2 separate regions of the Zea mays genome follow, and region 2 is linked to region 1. The links are chromatin contacts, called in public Hi-C maps. All regions are on one chromosome and are shown on one strand. Each heading gives the region's core, a stretch centred on a gene start, on an enhancer-like site or on the middle of the called end of the contact. The rest is flanking DNA. Distances are from core to core; before and after follow the strand shown.

The links. Hi-C and Micro-C count contacts between places; a contact is called where the count stands out from the background.
Region 2: a contact with region 1 is called in a Hi-C map of ear, with 2.1 times the contacts expected there. The contact joins the promoter of LOC100283575 here to the promoter of LOC100194012 in region 1. A contact is called at or near these places in 3 of 25 Hi-C or Micro-C datasets (ear, leaf and tassel).

Annotation. Positions count from the first base shown.
Region 1 is chr1:195,675,931-195,682,010 of Zm-B73-REFERENCE-NAM-5.0, forward strand. LOC100194012 reads left to right here and starts at 3,694. Exons shown (of 9, transcript NM_001139075.1): 1 at 3,694-4,006; 2 at 5,477-5,590; 3 at 5,668-5,736; 4 at 5,845-5,864; 5 at 5,937-5,989; 6 at 6,068-6,080. The coding sequence starts at 3,823.
Region 2 is chr1:195,817,548-195,823,627 of Zm-B73-REFERENCE-NAM-5.0, forward strand. It overlaps LOC100283575, which reads right to left and starts at 3,834. Exons shown (of 2, transcript NM_001371949.1): 1 at 3,267-3,834; 2 at 2,287-2,854. The coding sequence starts at 3,643. The coding sequence ends at 2,413.

The DNA of each region.
Region 1 (6,080 bases), core at 2,444-4,943:
AATTCCTAAACAACATTATGTCCATGTTTGTGTGTTAATATTTTTTGGTCATTATGTCATGAGTTTGTGTTAATAATCTGAATACTAAAGCATGTGGTAGGCACCATTATGTCTAAAATTCCTATACACATTGCTTATGATTGTTTGAGGATTACACCTGTCTTGAGTTTTTATATTAATAATCTGAATAGTAAGGTTCGTTGTACCTTGTAACACTTGAGTTTAGTTGTTGGCTCTGAACTTTGAGTTTTTTTTTACCAAATACAACATCAGATGTAATTTTACTACTGTGATTAAGTTGTATCACATATTCACAGTAGTATTAATGTGTTCTTCAAGCAAGTCAATTACAGTGAGCTTTTAGTCATGAATTTACAGTAGTCTATGAAAGATCATTCTTGAATTTTTGCCTTTAAATTGTCTTGTTAAATTTTGTATACTACACTACTAGGTGAGTGCTCGTGCGTCACAGGCCCGAGTTTCTCTTCAACGTCATCCCGACGGCTCGTGGATGTCGTCCTCCATCTCATAACAGTATAACACACATTTGTATATATAAGTTATCGAGCTATTATATGATCCCGTTGCAACGCACGGGCACTGAGCTAGTTATCCGTGAAGGAGAGACCACGACACAGCCCGGCGTAGCAGAGTTGAAATAGACGATGTAATAAGATGAGATGCTTGTGGACCGTCTAACACAATAAATCATTTTAACGTTATAAGACTGTCTCTAATAGATCGTGTATATGGTCACATAAAATAAAATTAGATATAGAAAATATGATAGATAAGGATACAGGCTAATTAAGCTAGGTTGAAACTGTGTAGGCCGAGGGAGAGAATGCTTTTTTTATCTATTTGGAAGACCAGCTAGCAGCCGTCCTCTAATGCATCAGTGTGCCGCCAAGGTAGTCATTATTTATCGGGACGGTAGGGAAGAAACGGTTGGCATAGGATAATTAGTTAATTACTCCACTGCTCCTGGTCCTGCGTTTGTTTGACCAGTTTGGTGAATTATGCGGCGCCGGCGATCGACACGAGGCTTTTTGTTCAGCGGAGGAGCGGCGTACTCCCGGCCACCGCGCACGCACGGCCGAGAACAATGAACAAGAGATAGGAGACACCGCACAAGTGGGGATCTACGTCCTCATCATAATAAATATTTCCTCTATTCTCGAATATTTATCGTTTGTTGTTTTTAACTAAAATATGATAAATAAAAAAACAGAGAAAGTATCACTTATCGAGCCTATAATAAGCACAAACTACTCTATTCAACAAGTCAAGACCCCACTCATAATCGATAAGTAGAGCCCATAACAAACACCAAATACACTCAACGATCTAACACTATTTTAAAGCCATACATCTAGGTGATGGCAAACCACCGAGATTTAAAAAAATCATGCATCTTAGTATAATGGCAAATGCCACTAGATGCAATAACCAAATATAAAATATAGAGATCACTCACTTCGGATGAATCAATACACCTTCCACGAAAAAGAAAAAGCATGTGGTATTTAATTTCTTTAATTCTAGTAAGTTATGGATTTTATGTGGTTGTAATATTTAGACTTCATAAATATATGGTCTAGGGTTGGTCTGACATGGTATGACATGCTTTAGGACTAGATTAGACTATTTTTTGGTTTGGTACGACATAACCCGAAAGTTTTTGGGTTTTCTCGGTCCAAGTCTATTTGGACCGAAGCATGATGGGTTCAGCATAATTTCCAGCACTAATTTGGCACCTATTAGGAGTATCTCTAGCAAATCCTCTATTTCAAACTTCACACCGTAAATGATGTCAAATAGTGTCATCTAGGATATCATATCCCTTGTTTTACACTATCCTCTGAAAGACAGCCTTATGTCACTTGCATTACCATTTTCACAAACATGTCTAAGGTGGAGCTTGCACGCAAACATGTCGTCCTAGGTCCCAACTAATCAACTATGCTATCATATTTCTGTATTAAATTGAACATAAAATTACCTACATTTTTAACCGACTTTGAAGTATGACCATATGCGTAATGAAACACACAACTGGCGTTGTTCAGAGTCTCTAACCTCACTCATACTCTCCATAGATTAATCTGCCGATTTAAATTTTAGATAATAGAAACAAGTTTCAGACTTTTGCACTTCCATACATACAACCTTATGAATAATGACTTATAAGTTCATAAACAACTAAGAAAGGATAAAACATTCAATTGTTTGGAACCATAAATAATTTAAACAGCTTCAATTCTAGCATAGGATCGTCATTGATGATTCGTGAAAATCTCCATAGCCACCACCTCTAAGGATTGACGTGCATTAAGGATTTTTTGTGTGATTTTTCTTTCTCTGCAATAGTTTTCAAAATCGAAAATAATGTGTTTCTCCAGAAAATAACCTACAGAATTGACGGTATGAGTATATGATTAAAAACCATATCATTACGACAGAGCCAAATGGACAGAAACATTGATGTGCCGATTTTAATAAATCTATGGAATGAACGCAACAAACAAGACCCGGTGAAGTATCATTTTTGCAAACTAAAATTCTTATCCGATAATATTACATGGAAAGATGGACGTGCTATAGAGCACCGCGCGCCGCTCCGACCTTGATATTCTTGCTCCCTTCCTCCGTGATGTCCGAGCCTTGTTCACACATACGGAAATAAACCGAGAATTTGCGGGCAAATCCTAGGAGTTCGTTTGTGTTAATACGAAGAGAACAATTTAAAAAGAAATCGAGCACGAACGAACGCGCGCAACGGACGAGAACTGTTGCCACGCCACATCACGTGCAGTGCATGGGGGCGTAGGTGTGGCATACTGGCACGCTGGCTATACCACGCAGCCTAGCCTCGCTACCAGGAGACTGGCGGCCTGTAGTATGCTTTCTGACTGTCATCTTCACACACTCCTCGTCCTCGTCCTCATCCAAAATGTCTCCCTCTATAGTGAATGTGTCAAGGCGATCATCCGGACCGACTGTCGGGAATCTCACCTCCCAACCTGATTTTTGACGAAATTCATTGCAAAAATTGCCCTCTCTCGGTAAGAATAACCAGTTAACCACTACTGGTAGAAGCAAAAGAAGCAAGGAAACCGAATCACAGACAGAGACTGGTTCGCATATTCAATTTGTTTCTAGCTAGCTAGGCCACTGAATCGGCCGTTTTGGCTCGATCGTCATCACAGCAATGTGGGTGTGGCTATCATTATCAAGCAGCAGGTGCAACTCAAGCTTTAGCAAACCGGATGTGCATTAAAATTAAGGATGCGAACGGGTTGGTAGCAGGCCGGGCCGATCGATGAGTTGCGAGTTGCGACTTGCGAGTAAGCACTGCTCTATGTTCACGTCGCCGAAATCAATTATCAAGCTCTCTTGATTGATTTTATCAAATACCTCATACTTCTTCTGAAGGGATCATTGTTTGTTTGATTTTGAAGGGATCGTTGTCTGTTTAATTTTGGACAGACCTTTGAAAATGATTTACCCAAATCTTTCGGGAGAGAAAATAAATAAATAAATAAATAAATAAATAAATAAATAAATAAAAACGAGCCAGGGCCCAACACTAGTCGGTTTTCGCCTAACACTAACAGGCCGGGCCGGCGGGCCCCAGGCCACGATTCCTCATCCAGTTTTTTAAAACTGCTTCCTGCACCTCTGGCCCACCACATCCCGTCGCGTCGCGTCGCGGATTACGGAGGAACCCTCTAGGCTCCGGTTCCGGAAACAGCGGGCGCCATTCCCGGGCGAGGAGGCCGGCCCAGATCCGAGTACGGCGGCGGCGGCTGCGGCGGCGAGATGACTGGTGGCGGCCCGGCCGCGGCGTCGCAGGCGTACGGCGAGGCATGGTACTGGGACGAGCGCTACCGCAAGGAGGCCGGGCCCTTCGACTGGTACCAGAAGTACCCGGCCCTGGCGCCGCTGCTCCGCCTCTACCTCGCGCCGCACCAACGCCTCCTCCTCGTTGGCTGCGGCAACTCCGGTGAGTCGCTCTTTCTTTCGGCCGGCCAGCGGGGTTAGATTGTTTCTCCTTCTTACGGGGAGGGGGATGGAGGGCACCGTGGCCTGGGACCTGGGTGCTCAGCGGCGCTCGTTCATACGTTGTTCTGCCCCTCGTTGTCCGGGTCTCGGCTGCCGCGTGTGTCGCTGAGCGCTGGTGAGTGCGGAGACGGTCAGACGGATGTGCGGTTCGGGTGCGCAATGTAGCCGTCCTGTACAAACCAGAGACTCTTCCCGTTCTCGGATAATTCAGTACTGACCATTTCTATTGGAAGGGTCTGATTGGATGGGGGCATTTGACCACCTGATCATGTATTGATCGAATGAAAACAATGAGCCGGTCCTAGCTCACTCGCGTACGTCCTGTATACAAGTATATTCTTTACCTTCTGTACCGGTGGTCTGTTTTTAAACATGCCAAAGTGAAAGAGGGGACAATGGTACCACTGAGATGCTGGCATTTGGTGTGTGTGATAAGGGTCCCCTGCGCCATTGCTAAGGAATATACAGTGAGAACCCTGACATTTCTGGGAGCCTGGTACCATCCTGTCCCTGTGCCATGACTCTTACGAATTCTGGCAACACTGGCATTTCTGAGCCTGGTACAATCCTGCCCCTGTGCCATGACTGTTATGAATTCTGGCAAGGTCTGGTCACTAGGTGTCTGGTTAATTTAGCAAACTGGGAGTGCAGCTATTGCCGTAGTACTTCAGATCTTTCAAACTTCATGAACCTAGTTTTTTCACCCACATGGCATGAAATTTTGAGGTTTGCTTTCAATATAATACATTTGTTGGCCATACTAATATTAATTAGTTCTATGTATTGGATCTTTTTTATGCACGTGGAACTGAAATGTGAACTTTGGTAAGTGGTATCATTGTAGAGGTACAACCGTACAACAGAGTTCTAACGGTAATAAAAGATGGCACAAAGATGGCACGTGCACATTCATGAAAAACTCATCCTAATTCATTCTAAGCAAAACTGCACTAGTATTATTTTAACACTTAGCTTTAATTTCTGAATGCAGCTAGAGGTTATTGATTGTTTTATTGACTTAGTTCACCCCTCATAGTTGTTCAAGATGAAGTCGAAAGTACAAGTAATATAGGATCAAATGACTTATATCGCCGGAGAATTATTCATCTTAAACCACAGTATTTTTATAAAACCAACTTTGCATTCTTAGCTATGGAGATGGCTGGGTTTGTAGTTAGTGTTTTCTGGGTGGTATATAGTTTATTCTAATAAGAATTGTCGTTCTCACTCCTTTTGAAGCTGCAACGCATGAACTGTTCATCAATTCTTGCTTTGCTTGTGGATTCATATAGTCATTAGTCGCAAGCATGCATAGACGTGCTTTCGTTTGTTAATTTTAATGAGCTATTTAACCACAATATGTAGTCTAGTGGAATTACTTATGTGGTTTATCTTCTTTTGATTATTGCAGTCTTTGGTGAGAACATGATTGACGATGGTTATCAAGATGTTGTCAACATTGATATATCTTCTGTGGTAATTGAGCAAATGAAGAAGAAATACCACGATAAGCCTCAACTTAAATGTATGGTCTTTGTTCTTGAGTACCTCTGCAGTATATCCCACATAATCTGATACCGTGTATTTCCCTTGATTGGCAAGACATGAAGATGGATGTAAAGAACATGTCAGATTTTGAGTCTGGTTCTTTTGATGCTGTTATTGACAAAGGTACAATTATCATTGCAGTACTTGACAGCATTATGGATGCAACTGCTAACATCTGTAAACTGATGCCCAACATGTCATTAGTTTCTAACCCCTTTTTATTATTTGCAGGAACACTGGATTCTCTTATGGTGAGTGTACTTTTGTCAGGACGCTTTGACATTCTCCCAGTGTGATACTCAGCAGCATCTCTTGTATTTCAGTGTGGTCAAAATTCCCAAGAGAATGCAACGAAAATGCTAGAGGAGGTCAACAGGTAAATAATACAATGATATTTACCGTGATATATATTGCTTGATTGGATACAGCTTCTATTTACCGGTCCTGCATGCAGAATCCTCAAGGAA
Region 2 (6,080 bases), core at 2,584-5,083, 140 kb after region 1:
AAGACCAACTTGAATACCACGGTGTTTTGCTTTGCCTTTCAATATCCCGTTTGCGAGGAATCTCCACAACTTGGAGCCTCTCGCCCTTACACTTAAGATTCACAAAGAAATACGGAGTAAGGAAGGGACTAACAATGCACACAAGACTCAAAATCAGAGCAACAACACGCACACAAATCGCAACAAGAGCTCGCAACACAACTCAATGAGTTCACAACTCAACAAGAGCTCTAGATGCTATCACAATGAATCAAATGCGCGGAATCGATGTCTTGGTGCTTAGGAATGTTGTAGGAATGCTTGGTGTGCTCCTCCATGCGCCTAGGGGTCCCTTTTATAGCCCCAAGGCAGCTAGGAGCCGTTGAGAACAAATCTGGAAGGCCATCCCTGCCTTCTGTCGTCGGGTGCACCGGACAGTCCGGTGCACACCGGACACTGTCCGGTGCCCGATTTCTTTCCATAAACGGCACAGCCGACCGTTGCTGACCGTTGCAGATCTGGGAGCCGTTGGCGCACCGGACAGTCCGGTGCACACCGGACAGTCCGGTGCCCCCTTCCGACCGTTGGCCTGGCCACGTGTCGCGCGCAGATCCCGCGGCCGACCGTTGGCTCGGCCGACCGTTGGCTCGGCCGACCGTTGGCTCACCGGACAGTCCGGTGCACACCGGACAGTCCGGTGAATTTTAGCCGTACGCCGTCGGCGAATTCCCGAGAGCGGCCTTTTCACGCCGAGTCAGCCTGGTGCACCGGACACTGTCCGGTGCACCACCGGACAGTTCGGTGTGCCAGACTGAGCTGAGTCTTGGCTGTACACAGCCAAGTCTTTCTCCATCTCTTCTTTTTTTCTTCTTCTCTCTGGTTCTAATACTTAGACAAGTATATTAGTACACAAAACCAATGTACTAAGGCTTAGAAACATACCTTTAATTGTGATTTGCACTTTGTTCACCCATGGGCATAGATTCACATTTGAGCACTTGTGTTTGCACTCAATCACCAAAATACTTAGAAATGGCCCAAGGGCACATTTCCCTTTCACCTTCGGCCTCCCTTCTATTGGTGCTGCAGGGCCACACCGCGCTGTACCCTTGGACGGCTGCAGAAGTTTTTTCTCTAGCGCGGGAACGAGCGGAAGACAGTGACGCGCGTGATGAACGGTGTATAGCGCCCACTCGTCTCTCCGCCAGATGTAGCGGCTGACGAAGGCTCGGTATATTTTAGCGGATAGTGTAGCGGTTGTTGCTGAACGCGTACAGAACATCTCCATCCGCTATATTTACGGGAAAAGAGGCTTTACAGATCCTTGTTGGAGACAGCCTTATACGACAAATCTAATAGTTTATCATAGATACACATAGAATTGAAACCTAATTTTAATTTTTAAGTAATGTTATTAAGAATATTATGAAGTATAAAAATAAAATTTTATATATTTTTTGTGTGTATTATTTGCTTCCGACAACAAAAAGTGGAAAGAAACACTCGAATCTATATTCGGATAGATATCTGAGTTTTATATTAATTATATAAAAATATATGGGACTAATTTTAGGTTTAATTTTTATAAATATTTTTAGACTCAATGCTAAAATAAAAAATATATTCACACAGCAATTTCTATTATAATATTTTGTAACAATGAAAAAAAAAGATAAAAAGAAAATTAACATCCAGATAACTATCGGGATCCATCCCCGAGAGAGTGTGCTTTGCCGTGCGTGGCTGGAAAGGCAGGCTTCAGGTGGGGTCAGGGTGCAGTGCAGGATGCATCCGCAGACGGAGGCCCTCCATCGCCCATCGGTCCATCCATCGCCTCGCCGCCTCGGCCAGCTCGCCATGCGTACGGACGGCTCGGCGAGTACTTTTAGCGAGACAGGAAAGGATAGGATAAAAGATTGGCCCCCAGCTAACTCCAACGCATCATCCCAGCAGCTCCTGCCGCTGCAACGTGCGTCCGTGCAGTGCAGGCCCAGCCCATCTCTCTTGCCTTCTCTCTCTAAATAAATGCACCGCTACCAAACTACTGTACCATTGCTAGCATCTTACTATAATCCTACTACTAGCAGCTAACCCTCCATTAGAATTGATTAAACATCAGCTGCTGCTAACAACACTCCATTACTATCCTATCTTACCAGTACAATCATAGCAGCTAATTAACCCGCCATTGGTAGCATCGCATTACCAGGCAGGCTGACACGATGGCAAGCATGCACAAGAACGCAGTTTCTTCTTATCTCTCTGGACTGACTGGAGTACTACAGCTACGTACGTACAGTATGTATCTTGATTCATAATGATGATCATATAGCAGTAATTAATGGCAGCACCAGTGGCGACATCACCAGTAAAACAAGCACCTAGAACAACACATCAGCACTCTCTCTAATCCTGTCCGCCCGCCCGCCGGGGCTACTCGTAGCCGGCGGCGCTGTGGAGATCCGTCATGGAGAAGGACCTCGGGGACCGAAACGACCCGTTCCGCGCCATCTGGCCGGCGGCGGCGACGTGCACGCTCAGCCGCGGGGACGGGAACGTGGGCGGCCTCCTCCTGCCCCTGAGCCCGCCGCCGTCACCATGCTCCTCATCCTCCTCGTCCTCCTCCTCGTCGTCCGCGCCCTCCTCGTCGTCCTCCTCCACCACGGCGTGGTCCGGGGCCAGCAGCGGCGGCAGGTACGCGGCGGCCAGCGCGCTGCACGACGCCCGCCGCCGCGACCACGCCTGCAGCACGCGCCGCCGCTTGTTGAACGGGTTCTCCGGCTTGGCGATCTCCCTGGCGGCCGCCGCCGCCGCGGCCTCCGCCAGGCTCGTGAACGACTTGGACTTGCCCGCGTAGAAGCTGGACAGGCCCCGCCTGCGGTGGAAGAGATTCTCTGTCACTATGCAATGATGAACAGGAAACGGCACGCATGCAAACTTTTGACCACATGAACATGGGCGTTGGATTCGGTGGTGCCGTGGGCGGCACAATTTCTCTCCTCTGCTGGTACTACTAGTACCTCGGATGGGGAAAAAGAACGGTGTTCTCTTCTGAGCAACTCTTGGAGTTCATTATTGGCTAGAGTACTCTAGTGGGATGGGATCTAAACCAGCAGTGTTCTATAATCTCGACATAAAGAAGATCATTTTTTTGCAGCAAAAAAAAATCGGATTTTTTATCCAAAGAACATGTCATCTCCAGCAGTGGTTTTGCATGAGCAATTTCTACTGAAATAGAAGCAACAAAACCACAGGAGAAGAAGAAGCAGGGGGGATTAGCAGCTTACTTGGAGGGCAGGGCATCATCCAAGGATTCGAGCGTGGCCAGCCCCATCATGCCAAGCCCCTGCGCCTTACTCTCAACCTCATCCTCCTCCTCCTCTTCCTCCTTGTCGGACGCGGAGTTCTCCCCGATGGAGGAGGAGCTGTCGGACGACGCCGCCCCGATCGACGAGGCCTCCGACACCGCCTCCGCCTCCTCGTCTTCCTCGTCCTCATCCTCTCTCCTCGCCGCCGCCTCATCGCCATGCTCTTCCTCCTCCTCTTCTTGGACCAAGTACCCGTTGGCGCTCCGCATCATCCTGTCCGCCTCGTCCGGATCCGGCTTGCCGCTCCCCGACCGCCGGAATCCGCCGTGCGCCGGCCGCGCCACCGCCGTGGACATGCCCGCGACCCAACCAACCAACCAACCTAAGGACGAATCCGACGACCCGGCCGGCAGACGCAGAGCCTCCGCCGCGGCGTGCCTCGGACCGGTCGGCAGGCACGCAGGAGGAGTCGAGGAGAGCAGCGGAGCGAGCACGAGCAGGCAGGAAATCTCGGTGCGCGGGCAAGCGAGAGCGGCGAGGAAGGGAAAGGTGGGAGGGAGACAGGATAAGGAGCTGGACCCCTGCCCCGCAGTTGGAATTGTATAGTCGACGGGAGGGAGAGAGAGAGAGAGGTGCAGTGCATCTGGTGGGGTGGACGAGGTGGCCGGTCCCTGTCGGTCGCTGCCGCGTGGGCCCGCTAGCCCCCCGCGTCCCGCTCTGTGGGCTCGGCCCAGGAAGGAGGGAAAAGGAAAACCAGCAGCGGCAGCAGGCCGGCCTGTATTTTCCTTCCTATATATACGTATAGTAGTACGGTGCCTGTGCCACATGCTCGGCAAACGATGTACGTACAGTATACGCTCGTGGCGTGGCGTGGCTGGTCCGGTCCTCGTCTGTTCCGCGGAGGAGGATGAGGAACAGGCGGCGGCGGCACGCGCGCGCTGGAGCGATCGCTTTCAGGATTCTGCTAGGTCTGGCTACTTTGGGGCGAGACGGACGGACGAAGTGAGAGAGAGAGAGAGGCGCTCCCCGCGAGGTTTTGCCCGCCAGGACGGTGACGGCGGCGTTTTCACTTCATGCATGGATAATAAAAAGCCCTGGCTGATTTTCCTATATATCCGCAGCAGTACGAAAGTAAAATATTGATTAATGTTTGTTGTTCCTACATGATCCAGACACACTGAACGGATGATTACAAGATCTGCCGCCGCAAACCCGAACTGACTGTATTTATTTAGTAGCCGCTGATTTTGGCAGCCCCGACCTAGTCTAGCGCGCGGGATAAAATCAAATTTAAGGGTTAGTTTGGGAACACCGTATTTTTCAAGGGATTTCAATTTTTCCAAAAAAAATAAAACTAATTTTTTTGTTAAAATGAAAATCCCTTAGAAAAATGAGATTCCCAAATTAACACAAACAAAAAAAATTGTGAATGCCTTAACAACTAATGGAGATTTGCTAAGTCATTCCGTACTGGCAATATAATGACCCAGAAATTAACGAAGCAGCAGCGACGAAACAACCGTCTGACGCTTTTCTTTTCTTTTTCCTTTCCTTTCCGGCCGGCCGACTAGGACCGACAGACCTGCAGAGTGGACTTTGCCACTAGCTATCTAGCTAGGCAGCTAGCTTAACAAATCGTCATGTCCAAAGCATGCTTTGGCTGCGGACCTACTAGTATTCGTAGTAATAATCACACTAACTATGTGTACGGAGAATACTTGAGAAAAGCAACTAGGCGAGACCGACATGGACGGGTCAGATCTACCAGGCAGCCCGTGGCACAACATGATTTTAGCCCATCACAGACGCACGTCTTTATCCCAAATGCATTTGCAAATAAATTATAATATACATGATGTACTAGTTAGTGTTTGGATGGAGGGACAAGTAATAATGAAGAGAGATAGGATAGAATCATTCTAACTTGACCTACATTTGGTTTAGATGTCTAGAGTTAAGGTCAAAAAATATTTTTAAAAAATATTGAATGGTATCATCCTTCAAAAAATAAGAGACTGGATCAGCCCAGGATCAGTTGATCGTGTCCCATCCCTCGTTGACAACGAACAAAGTCATTTAGACAATCATGCAACGAGTTAAATTAAACCGGTCGGTGCAGAGTTCGCTACTCTAATAGCTAGTTTGGAAACTCAAATCTCCTTATGGATTGAAGAGAAAATTATATTAGTTCATTTCCACCTTAAATCCCCTCTAGGGCATGTTCGGTTATACTAATCCTAAGGGGATCTGAGGTTTCCAAAATAGCTCTAGTTGTTATATATATCACGCGTTGGTAGCACAACGTAAACGTGCATGCATGTTAGGGGTCGGCTAAATGTTGGCACGGAGATCTGGAAGAGAATCCCCCGCCTTGACTACGTACATGACTACACTGATCGACGCTGGACGGATGGATGAGGTCGATACGGCAAAGTATGCTGCGCACCATATTATACTTTATACATGTAGAGTCAAACGCTACAGACGGCAAAGGTAAAGCTAACCGGCGGTGGCTATATATAATAAACTCGACCATCATCACAATGCAATCATATGCATGCATGTATTGGGCTATTGGCCAAGAAGAGATATTCTAAGCATCTCGTGTTCTTAATGCTGCAATGAGCTAGCTAGCCGGGCCCAAGTAGTAGAGCTGTCCGACAGAGGAAACGAAGAGGATTCATCTATCCCTTTGTGGGGGCAAGGACCATGGACGATCATGATTCTTGAGCAACCACAGTTGACAGATGGATGGTTGGTACTGGTCGTTGATACGAGTACTAGTTTTTTTTT